3 separate regions of the Danio rerio genome follow, and regions 1 and 2 are each linked to region 3. A link is a contact called in public HiCAR-type and HiChIP or PLAC-seq data. All regions are on one chromosome and are shown on one strand. Each heading gives the region's core, a stretch centred on a gene start, on an enhancer-like site or on the middle of the called end of the contact. The rest is flanking DNA. Distances are from core to core; before and after follow the strand shown.

What was found. HiCAR-type assays count read pairs that join an accessible place to other places. HiChIP or PLAC-seq counts read pairs in DNA pulled down with a chosen protein or histone mark.
Region 1: a HiCAR-type map of caudal fin shows a contact between it and region 3, with 5 times the contacts expected there. The contact joins the enhancer-like site here to the promoter of rnft1 in region 3. A contact is called at or near these places in 6 of 18 Hi-C or Micro-C datasets (caudal fin, embryo, fibroblasts and 2 more) and 2 of 4 datasets of contacts at active chromatin or transcription factors (caudal fin and embryo).
Region 2: a contact with region 3 is called in an H3K4me3 HiChIP or PLAC-seq map of gastrula embryo, with 2.8 times the contacts expected there. The contact joins the promoter of ints2 here to the promoter of rnft1 in region 3. A contact is called at or near these places in 1 of 18 Hi-C or Micro-C datasets (caudal fin) and 2 of 4 datasets of contacts at active chromatin or transcription factors (embryo and gastrula embryo).

The regions. Positions count from the first base shown.
Region 1 is chr10:32,896,579-32,900,570 of GRCz12tu, forward strand. No RefSeq gene overlaps it. Among named protein-coding and RNA genes, the nearest start is that of auts2a, 41 kb to the left of the region's middle. Within about 2 kb of position 1,348, at least 3 of the 62 cell types and tissues checked have an H3K27ac peak or open chromatin away from gene starts, as enhancers often do.
Region 2 is chr10:32,948,275-32,952,417 of GRCz12tu, forward strand. ints2 (integrator complex subunit 2) reads right to left here and starts at 1,296. Exons shown (of 25, transcript NM_001020542.2): 1 at 919-1,296. It overlaps med13a (mediator complex subunit 13a), which reads right to left. Exons shown (of 30, transcript NM_001281468.1): 30 at 2,321-3,492. The coding sequence ends at 3,360.
Region 3 is chr10:33,076,929-33,081,334 of GRCz12tu, forward strand. It overlaps rnft1 (ring finger protein, transmembrane 1), which reads left to right and starts at 2,643. Exons shown (of 9, transcript NM_213228.2): 1 at 2,643-2,820; 2 at 3,923-4,362. The coding sequence starts at 2,795. All of the region lies in intron 1 of LOC141376390 (a long non-coding RNA gene), which reads right to left.

The DNA.
Region 1 (3,992 bases), core at 98-2,597, 180 kb before region 3:
GCAACTGCATGATGCTATCATGTCAACATGGACCAAAATCTCAGGGAAATTTTTCCAATACATAGTTAAATCTATGCCACGAAAAATTAAAGCAGTTTTAAAGGCAAAAGGGGGCCCAACCCTGTACTAGTAAGCTGTACCTAATAAAGTTTCTGGTGAGTATATATATTCAAAATTTAAAAAAGCCTGATCTCATCAGAAATGTTTATTTTTTTACTATATATTACTATAACTATTTATTATAAAATTTTCCGAAGATTTTTAATCAGGTTCGGATCAGGAACCAACTCAGGCCATTTCATTATTTCAATGCTTCAAGGAACTTCTTCACTCATTCCGCTGTATGACAGGCCACATTGCCCTGCATGACAAGTGCTGGCTGATTAGCTGATAAACGCAAAGAAGAACCACATGTTGCTGAAGGATAAACATTTGATTTGACTCCAGCATGTAGATGCAAGAGAGGCCAAAGTCGTGTTCTAAAATAAAATCTCCCAAACCAACACACTTTAGGTTTAGTCTTTCATCACTTTGGTGATGAAAAATATGTACCCAATTAAACTCAATTCATCACTTTGGATCAGTTTATGAACACACAACACTAGCCTTACAGACAGAGAAAAAAATAGATGGACAGGAAAAAAAAGCAGGGGGTTAAAAAATAAGTGAAGAACAAAAAGAATAAAACTAAGAAAATCCTAATATTAAGAATTGAAAGAAGAGGATGAGAGAGACAGGAGAAAGATGTCTGGCTTTCTGGCTGGCTGGATCAAAGTCATTTCCTGCTTCCATACACAGTGAACTCAGTCTCCACTGCCAGATAAACACCTGTAACATAGTCGAAACCTCAAACAATCTCTCTAATAGCTTTATCGCCTTTACTAATGTAGTCACCCAGAGCGACTGATGAAGTCAATGTGGGCCTCGAGCAAACGGCTGTAGATGATTTATACCTCAGACCAGAAGCTAATCACACATTCAGCAGGTGTATGATATAACACACTCTCCAGTCGCCCCAGATGGCAAAGCATCCAAGAGCCCTTAAGGTTCCTTCCTACAACACGGACCATGGCGCAGAGAGGTTACAAACCAGGACTGGTAATAGTGAGGGTAATTCGATCGAGCTTACCGCAGACCGCACGCTGGCATCTGGTACCTCTCAGCCAAAAATGAAAGAAGTATTTTACATGGTGCAATCTCTAATCTCATAAACAATACTAAAGACATGATGTAAGGCTCCAGGGTGCCATGAACGGCGAGGCATATTACATTTAGATGGAGCCCGTGGGGCCCGAGCTGAAATATAGTGATTTGATTGCAAGCGTCTGTAAATAGCTTTTGCCAGTACAGTCGGCCTACGCTGACAACACGATTTGCAGCACAGCTTGCTTTGATTCAGTGGGAAATAAAACACGCAAGCGCGCCGCGTTCTGAAGCGAGATGTTTTGAATTTCACCAAAGGCTTGAGATCAGAGACTTGATATAACTATCTGGGCAAGAGACAAATTCGCTGGGCTTTTTTTTGCTCGCCTTTCCAACTGGCAAGTTACTTAACATCGTCGTTTGAAAAACTGCCTCCATCTTAACAAGATGCAAAGAGAGATACCCTGACCGGTCACAGCCTACAATCTTGACGTTTACTGTAAAGATCTGTATCAGATTTAAAGCCCGCCAGCTATTACCAGATGGAAAGCTGGCACTCGCCACAGTGGATTTCACAAATGGATGCTGAACGCAACACTAAACAGATGTCAATTACAAAATCAAAGCGAGAATCACATTAGCTGTGCTTTTAGACCTTTGTCTCGCAGTGCAAAGTCAATTGAATTTACTGATGCGAGCGCATGGGTATTCATCCCACTCAAGGCATCCAGAAGTAAGAAAAAGAACTCAATAGCAGGTCAAGAAAAGACAGAAACGGCCCTGAAACTGAGGAAGCCGAGTCTGCTAGGGGAGGTGATAAACATTTCCATTTCTCTCTGAGGTGAAAGAAAGGAGCAAAGAAGATTTTTTTTGGTGCGAAGAAAGGTGTTTAAACTTGACAGCGCCTTATAGGAGAAACAAAAGCGAGCTGTGATTTCGCCTTCGCTAGCCTGAGGCCGTTCACAGCAGCTCAGAGTCAAAGCTCTGAAGAGGCAAAAGACCTGCGGTGAGAAGCGTTTGTACCACAGAAACACTGTGGATGCATATTCTGCGCACTCGTTTTACATGCAAGGATCACCCTATGGGCAGATGTGCACTTAGAAGCGATGGATGCCTTGGTTATTTTTAGGCATGCTTGTTTAAGAGCACTTACTTCACATCAGAGAAGAAAAACTCATCAGTGTCTTCAAGTGAGCGTGAAAAAAGAGTATTGTTTATTAAGGCATAACATGAGCAGAAATGAGTTAGTTACCCTATTTTTTAGTACACAACCCTGATTCAAACCCCATGGTGTAATTTGGCTCTGAAAAAGACCATTTTTGTATTTACTGGATTTATTTTGTGAGCCAAAAATGATTGCAAATAAAATCAGAGCATTTTCTCAAGCCTTCATAATACAGAATGCTATTGTACCAGAGTAAAAGTAGCATGTGGCTGGCCAAGTGATTTGTTGTGCTCCAAACATTGATCATGGGTAAGTGTTTCCATATGAACTGCAGGTTGTCACAACTGCATTTTTGCATGTGACAAGAGCGCCCCCACATGGACGGAGATCTGGATGGATGTTGGATTTAATTCCATTTTCAACACATTTCAAGAATAAAGGAATAACAGCTGACATGATAAAATATCCGTTAATGTAAATGCATTTCATGATTTTTCTTTTTTCTTTTAAATAAACCTCTTTTGATTATGCTGGCTGCATGTATTTGATAAAAAATAAAATTTTACTGTAAAATAATATTTTAACTAAATTAAAATACTATGACTATGTATTTTAAAACGTAAATATTCATATAGATCAAATCAAAAAGTTCAGGTTATTATCTCCCATGTTAAAAGTATTTCTCTGCTTTTTTTTTTGTAGAAAGAGAGGTACATTACTTTTACTTCTAAGGAATTATATTTTAACAGAAAGTTCAAAATAACTATTTATTTTAAATAAAAATAATCATTTAAAATTATAAAGTCCTTTGCTGTCAGTGTTGACCAATTAGATGTGTCCTCAATGAATACAAGTAATTTTTAAAAGGAAAACATTATTAATGAAGTTACATTTAAGAAAGAAAAATTCACATTTATTTACATTTTACCCGACAAAAGTCTTGTCGCCTATCCAAGTTTTAGGAACAACAAATAATGACTTGACTTCTTGATCATTTGGTATCGGAAGTGGCTTTCATGAAAGGCAAAGGCCTCTAGATTACACTTATTTTCCCAAAATAAAATATGATCATGCCTTGATGTTTAATTATTTAATTAGGACAGTAAGGTCCGACTTTGCTTAGAAAAAAATCTTTGTTACTTTACAGAAATAATGTACAGTATAGAATATAAAGTCAAGCTGCAGTGGAAGAAGAATTTATATTGTGTATGACTCCAATGAGCTTGAAGAATTTGCCCTCTCCTGTCGCTTGTAATGTAACGAGCAGCATAAATATCAACAGGCTGTTGATGTCGGCATCCACTCTGCAGATCTCTCACACGCCCTCATACTGAATGTAAACCCAAACCAGAATTTTTCCTTCGCCAAACTTGACTGATTTCTGTGAGAATCTTTGGTCCATGCGGGTCCCAATAGGTCTTCTGCAGTATTTGTGATGATTGGGATGCAGTTCAACAGATGATTCGTTAAAAAAAATAATCAACCTTCTGCCACTTTTTCAAATAATCATTTAGAATATAACAACATAATAAATATACCCTTATACAGAAAGCCACTTCCTTAACAAGAAAAAAATATATATGTATGTTTCAAAACTTTCGGCTGGTAGTGTGCGTTCTTTTCCATTTGTGCTAAATAAAGATGGAGACTGTAGTTTTTGTCTATGATAAAATAATTGAAACTG
Region 2 (4,143 bases), core at 46-2,545, 130 kb before region 3:
AAATAACAATTTTATTTTTAATATTTTTCATGATGACAGCCATTTTAAACTTGCTGATGTGTTCAAAAAATATTCATCATCATTGCTAAAATTGTTGCTTATTAATTTTTTTGTGTGAACAATAATACATTTTGTTTAGGATTTCTGATGAATTATTAAGTTATTAATAAGTTAGTTTACTTTATTTGTCCCCATTTCACATTTGGCATATTTAGAAATAAATCATTTAAAAACATGGTTCCCTTACTCTAAATAAACATCCAGTCTACTAGCCATCAACTGCTACAGGGGGAGGAGGAATTTAAAAACTGAATTGCGTGAGGTAATAGTAATATAATGATTTCAAATAACGGATTTATTTGTAATATTTATTTATGATGACAACCCTGACTTGGTGTTTAAAAAAACAACATTGATCAAATTGTTGTTTAATATTCTTTTGTGTGAACATTAATACATTCTGTTTAGTATTTCTGGTGAATTATGAAGTTCTAAAGAACTGTCATTAAGTTGGCAAAAATATCGCAATGCATTTTTGACTTAACATGACAAAAATCACGTTGTGTACATGTATGACAGTAATGCAATGACATTTAAGCATACAGTTAGTCGGTTGTGAATAATATAGTGTTTGAATAAAACAGTACTGCTTTATAAGAGTGCGCTGAATTTTCTTTTGCTTTTAAAACATTATTTTCTGATTATTATTTTAATATTTATTGCTTTAAATGTGTTGAAATTAATATTTAAAACACTTTTAATGCTAACTGTGGGAACTGCCCTCAGATTCACAACACAGCTAACGTTAAGCAGAAACTTATGCTTAATATAACAAACTTTTCGGCTTGCGACTTTATTTAACATCATTGAAAGCAAATAATGCATTTTATATAATGAACAAACCACAATTATCCTTACCTAGACTTCAACAGCGCCGCTGGTTACAAAAGAAACCCGCTGAGGCCTGTAAGACCGCGGTCTGTCGTGATTCTCTCTGAAAAGGAAGTTGATCTTCTTCGGTCGAAATAGGACAGCTCACCGGTAAGCTAACATGCTAGCTGCTAAAGCTATCCTGCTTAAGAGATCCATTCATCCCGATTTAACTAAATGAAGCAATATATTTAAAATAATTATATGCTTAATACAATCCACTTACTCTATATTAAACCCACATGTGTCGGCCAGAGTGCTTAGCAAGCTATAAAGTAGAAAAAGTAATGATTTTAGCACAAGCGATCATCTGCTCCGCTGTGAGCATGCTGAACTCTGGCTGCGTCTCAAATCCTAGTGTGCCGCCTACCTAGAAGCACCATTGTCCGAACACCACAGCCGTGTTCTTCCTCAAATTATGAAAAAACACCAATAAGTGGCACGTTTGAAGCAAAGGTAAAGAATTTACATGTCAAGTGAAAATGGAAATAACATACAAATCACAAAAAGTTACTTATATAACGTTATGTATATAACGGAGAGTAAAGACTTATTTAAGCGTTAATGGGAGTCAGTTTCTGTGAACGCTTTATCCTATTCAACTATTACGTTACCCAAGTTCTAGGTTCAAGAAGTCATTTTCATTTAATTGTTTGATTCATATTTTAAGTGAGTCTAAATGCAATCTATATATAATCTAAATGTAGTATGTGTTGTGATTTTATAGATGTCATTATATCTAGTTTAAACCATGTATTCATAGCAATACCATATCAAACATGAGGCTAGATAAAAATGTCCATAAAGCTAAATGCGATTGTTATTAAGCAAATTAACCTACAAATCATTTTAGAGTGGTTATCTGCGAAATCTGTGTTAAACTTGAGTATATTGCCATTTATAATGCATATTATGATTATGAACATTTCCCCTGGTATATACTCCTACCCTAAATAGATTTTCATGTGAATACCTCACAAATGCAGTGAGGTCTGGCCTTGGCGTGCTTGACCCTAAAGCTGTTTATCAGACTTTTGCATTTGGAAAGCATGTAGATTTGGTGTGGGAAGTAAGAGAAATCCCAGGGTCTTTGAATATCAGCATACAGTTTATTCTGAACAGAGTAAGATAGAGGAAATTGATCTTTCTCTGTGCACAAACACTGCATTTCCAACAGCCACCCAGATCGTTCATCAAAGTCCGTTTACACCACATTTCTGTCACTCTCAAAGAAAACTGGTTCTTGTCTAAAAGTGTCCATTATCACTCGAAATTGGTGCAAAAAGGAGGAGCCAATGGGGTGGATGCGAAAGCTGAAGCAAATTTTTAGGTGTTTTTATGCCTTCATGAAACATCCCAACATCCCCACCCAAAAAACACAGGAAAAACATGAAGTTGACTCTTTTTATTCCTAAAACAGAAGCAGTGCCACCCAATGCTGGTGCGGCATTCATATATAATTATTTATATATTGCAGTTTTTCGTTTTTGTGTCTAAATGTGTGGTATAAAATACAATATACGACAATGTACCTCTTTATTTTTAAACACAGTGAACTTCATTGCTGTACAAGTCCCGTGCAGCTAAAGCTTAGCTGTAATTTTGTCCACGCGCAAAGGCGCGGACTGAAACCCCCTATCCAGTCTCCTCTGTACATCGTGACAATACAAATAATCTGTGTCTCCCTTACAAAAAATAATACTCTAAAAGCAACCTACCGCAACTTTATTTTATTCATCTTTTTAGTGGGTTTTTTTCCGTTTGATGGTTCGTTTTTGTAATTAAGACGATTACATATATTTTTGACCAATTGCTTTAAAGCAGGAAGGCGATACAAACCTTCTAGAACTTTTATATATAAAAGAGGTTAAGAAATCAGACAAATTATACATTTAAAAACTTACAATAAATAAGACAGATGCAGGCATTTCATTTGGATATAATCCCATCCAAAAGAAACAGGGAATTAGAGGTCTTAAAACCAAGAATTCATTCTCATTTCAAAGAGCATCAAAAGTCCCTTTCCATCAGATTCTATACAGATAACTCCTCCATACACGTTGATTAAAGAACTGGCCGAATCCGTGCTAACCGAGGAACCGCGCGCTACCATTGCTTGTAGCATCCGTTGAACCTGGGATGTCGAACACCAGCAGTCAGCACTTCCATCTTCCTTCTTTGGCCTCTGCATTCTCCTTCAAGGCCTCTCGTTGTCTTCGAGTGAGTGTTATGAACACCAGACGCCTGATCCTCCTCCACAGTGCTGGGTCTGAGGTGTAGTGACTGCCTACCCAGATCGTATCTCGCGCACTTATAAAGTCCAGCACTGTAGTTTTCCGTTGGATTGTTTTTAGATCCGCCTTTTCTTCTTCACTCTCCTCGTTTCTGTTCCCTGATAAGGTCCTGCTCTCAGTTCTGCTCAGTGAGTGTTACAACATGGTCATGATGAAGTTGTACATTTGATTGAGCACCACAAAATGGATGGGCAGGCAAGAGCGGCGGTCCTGGGTCGCAGGGTCACAGGTCAGCCAGGAAAGGGCATTGTACTGCTCCAACACAAATCTACAAAAGAGAAACAGTTAAATATTAATGCTTATTAATCTGGAAGGTGTAATGGTACACATATTCAAACTACAGTACTACAGTATTAATCTATTGATAAACGTGGGGAGCTTAATGCTAAAATCCTCTAATCTGCTGTCTTAATGTGGGAATAAAATGTGATTAAGCGTTATATACCACTCCTCTCATCCAATAATTGTAAGCTTTTTCTGTTGTTGTTATTTTTCAATAGCTCCCATTTCTTTCAAATTCTGTCTTAATTGGTACAGATTCAGGGTTTCTGCAGGTTTCAACAAGTCAAATTTAAGACTTTAAGTCCATTTTGAATGAAGTTTTAGACTTATACAGCGCTAAACACTAAGGATTTTTTCTAATGGCTCGTTTGTTCTTGCTTTTCCTAATGTCATTTGATACAAGTTATTTCTAGCCAAATATTTTAATTTGTCATATACTTTTTCAACGTAATGTTCCTTTTTTTAAATGACAAAGTAAACATTTTTTAAAGTATATTTATTATAGACACAATTACATCAAAGATCAAAAATATATATTTGTTGGCTTTTTGTCCAAATTAATTGAGTATAACTCCTAATTGTGTAATTGTTTATATATATGTATATAGTTGAAGTCAGAATTATTAGAGCCCCTGTT
Region 3 (4,406 bases), core at 1,393-3,892:
CTTGGGTCCATGCAGGTTCCAAAAGGTCTTCTGCAGTATTTGTGATAATTGGGATGCAGTTCAACAGATGATTCATATGAAAAATCAACCTATTGCCACTTTCCAAATGATCAACTAGAAGTCAGATTATTATTTGTTGCTCTTGGATCGACGACAAGACCTTTGTCAGGTAATGTATTTACATTTATAGCACCATTTATCTTACTGTATTGATGTATTGCAAGTAATGTGTTTCTTTACTGTGAACTATAGTCATTTTCACAATGCATCTTTAAAATACAGAAACATACTGCATAACTGTCCTACAGTAATATACAGTTCACATTATGGTTAAATGCTGTGTAATTTACAAAAATCATTAACAGTGTAGAATTTAAAAGTAAATTTTGATTAACATGTAAATATGTGAGGTGCCCTTACAAATTGTTATATAACACTTTAAATTTAGAACAGAACAGCTCTTTTATAATTTTCTGAACATTGTATAAATGTGACTCAAATGTGATATAATAAAAGAGCTTCTTTCATTTCTATAAAAATGATCTTAATAACGTATTAAGGTTTGTTTTTAAAGTTCAAACATTGCCAATAAAAATGCATTCAATACATGAAAAAATACATATAGCCCTTTTAAATTCCTTTAATGCTGCATATCACAGAGAAATACTTGCCTTAAAACATCTATTGGGGTGTGTAGTATTGACAGATTCCACTCAGTTTATATTCCCTGCAAAACAACACACACTCCCAACTCATTCACATTACCATTTTCTAAATGTACAACAAGGTACTTACATCCATTCCTCCTCAGACTAAGCTACATTATCCTAAAGCATCATTGAACATGCTTGGCTACACAGAATGACCTATACATTTACATTAGTAGGAGGCTGCTATGGGCTTTTTCAATTTTTCAGTTGCATGATTATATCCTTGTCTGGACACAGTGTCTGTGAGAGTACAGTATTATGGTGGGTGTTGTTAGACAAAGTGATTATTAACCTGTGTAAATGTTCCATCCTTCCATTGCTAATAATACGATATGACTAAACAGAAACTCTGAAGGTTTTATTAAATCCTACATGGTAATACATTGCTGGAAAAATGCTCACTTTTGCTTTCTCTAAATGTCAATGTTACATTATAAAAATTACCAGTGTGAAAAAAATGATTAACCCGATTTTGAAGAAATTAAAAATGTTTTTTTTATTTTTTTTTATTTCTATAGTTTCAATGTTTAAATGAGATTTCGGTTCAGATATTGAATATTTAAATTGACATTTATTCATTTAGCAGATGCTTTTTCATAAAAGCGACTTACAAATAAGCATAAAAGAGCACTTGATTTTATCAGAGAGAAGCATTTATGTCATTTATACACGTCTAAGCTAGGCATGGGGCGATAACCAGTTTCAAGGTTTACCATGGTTTGAAAAAGTCAAGATATAAAAAAATCTTAAATTCTCTGTTGCAATGTTCCTAAGGTATATGTTAGTTTTATCTTTTATGTTTTTTTACAACCTTATTTTTTTTTCTCGATTTTTAGGGGAACAGTATGACCACATCTAAAGCTACTGGTCAGCCTACGATTCAACAAACATCTGAAAAACAAACTAATTATAAACCAACACCCAAGCATGCTAAAGAGCTAAACAGTGCAGAGGCTTACTGTATATCCAAAGAAAAGAGAGATATCCAAAGATGCCTTTTCAATTTGTAAAAAAAATCTGTAGTTTTGAAACGAATGAAGATAGCAGAAGTCAATGATTTATTTTCATTATTTAGCCTGACGTTTACTGTTCCAAAATATTAAAAATAACAGAGCTTATATATATATATGTTGAAGCTGAGCGGACAAACTTAAAACTCATTTTTGGCTTGGAAGAGTTCTCAGACGCACGTTTGATAGAATTAATTATGACAAAGATCTAAACTGAGCCACAGCCACAGTCAATCCGAACAAAAGCAACATGGAGTCAAGTGAGATAAACATGACTGGGAGTTTTACTCAAATAGTTTGGAGCTGCGAATGTTAAGTTTTTCAGAGGCAGGATCTTCATCCCAAGACATTATCAACCATCCAAAGCATAATTAACAAATCTGCACAGAGGTGATCTAAAGATACCCAAAAATAACATCTGTCATCAGTTACTCCTTCATTGGTTTAAAACCCTATTTTAGTTTCTTTATTCTGCAGAGAAGTTATTTTGAAGAAAGCTGGTTGATGGTATCTATTGACTTCCAAAGTTTTTTTTTTTACTATGGAAGCTGGGTACCATCAAACATGCTTTTCAATAATATCCCATTACTTCTTCAACAGCAAAAAGAAACTCAAAATATTTTAAAACACATGATGGAGAGTAAATTCTGAGGTAATTAACTTCCATTTTGGGGTGAATTGTACGTCAGACACAATGGGTCTGACACTACATCAAAATGTTGTTATCTAATCTTTAAAAAATGGCGATTGAGACGTTCTATCATTGAGTTTTTAAGAAAGAAAGTCAGTGATGCGAGTTTGAAATAGCATGAGAGCGAGTAAATGAAAACTGAAGTACTTTAACTTTTATTGTGAAAGAACGGCGGTTGTATTATTGAGGACTTTTATTTTGTTATCCGGCAGAGCCACAGGTTCCTTTAGTAGGTCAGATTAGCAGATAGCTCCCGGAACAATGTCAGACTGAAACTAAACTCAGCCGATGAGCTGTTTTGCTTATTATATATTTAATTTTATGTTGTTGTTTTGGTCTTCAAACGGCACTACAGGACGTAAAATGGAGATCTGTGCTTTATCATGAAACTCCGTGCGCAGTTTGACAGGTATCTGTTCATTAATAAACACATTAACTCAATAAACCCTTTCAGAGCCTTTCATAAAAACACCACGAATCTTAGATATAGCTTTAGAGATGACAGTCTGTATCTTCTTTGATTTAATGTTGTTATGGCTAACAAATATTTGCTCCCTAACGTTACCCCCGTTCAGTCCGTTCATATACGTTATAGGCATTTATAGAATGTATGTAAACAAATGTTTACTTCGATTTTTACATTTGCAGCACTGATGTTTTCGACTGTACGGTGCTTTGATTTCCATTTTTGGTGAGCCATACAAAGTTGGGGGGATCACAATTTTACAGCGGAGGTATTAACTTACATACGATACCACGATTTTAGCAATATAAAAATGCTAATAACAATAACAGCGTAGCTAATCGTTTTGGTTCATTCGCAGAAACTCAACTGAGGCTGAGTTATGTTTTCGCAGATGGATAGATAGACACAGACACATATTTAAAAATCGAAGCCATTGATATTATTTAAATGATTTTAAAGCTGAGTATTTTATGTATGATTTTGTTCGGAATATGAGACAGGTGCTCAGAACAGTGCAAATAAAAATATGATGCTTGATGCATAATGATTTTTAAACAGTCATATTAAAATAAAACAACTTACGTTTTATCCTAGGTTTGTCTGTAAAGCTGTAACGTTACATTCATTCTATTTGAGCCAACAAAAGAGATTGCAAACGCCAAGGACTGGTATTTGTCACTGAAGCGAAGCGACAACGAATTACCGTCCACACCCAGATGATCTCGATACCGTTTTTGCGTCCGAGGGATGCCCTCTTCCAATGCACCATACTTGTTTTTTGTTTCTTGCATGCTTGTTTTAATCTGTTAATGGCCGAATTTACAGATTTTTTAGCCGAGTTAAAAATAACAAAGATAAAAAAAACGAAGATTGTGCAATCACTCTTCTATAAACTATTGTATTTATGAATAGGAAATACCAGTTTATTGAACTTCATGACGGAGTGTTTTGTAAATTACTAACTTAAATAGCAAAATTATGATAAGTTACGTTGTAAAGTGGATAAAACACCTTTATTTATAATGCATTGACTTTTCCCCCACAGAGGAACATATAGCGAGTCCAAAGGATCGTTTAAACTGAGGGATTCACTTGATCCGATGCAACCGGAGCCGAGCTCTCGGGAAGGGAACGGGCTGTCGTTAACCCTGCAGCCGGAGCTCCTCGCCCGAATGCCCGGAGCTGGGAGCTCCAGCGGGACGGAAACAGGCGAGGACGTCCGGGTGCCTATGGGCAGCTCTTCGGGATCGACGAATGGACGTGGCGCGACCTCACGGAGAATGAGAACAGCGAGTCACAGCCACTCCCACACCCATGGACACGGGCACAGCCACGAGCACGAGTCCGACAGCGGAGAGTCTGACCTGGAATCCGGAGAATCTAGCAGCTCGATTTCGGAGCTTCGCTACCTCCTGCGCTGGCTCAAGAAAAGTCTGCCTTTTATAGTTATTCTCTGCGCAAAACTAGTGATTCAACATGCTCTGGGTATGTGTTGGTGGAAAAAAAATTTGCTCTGCTGGAGCACTGGT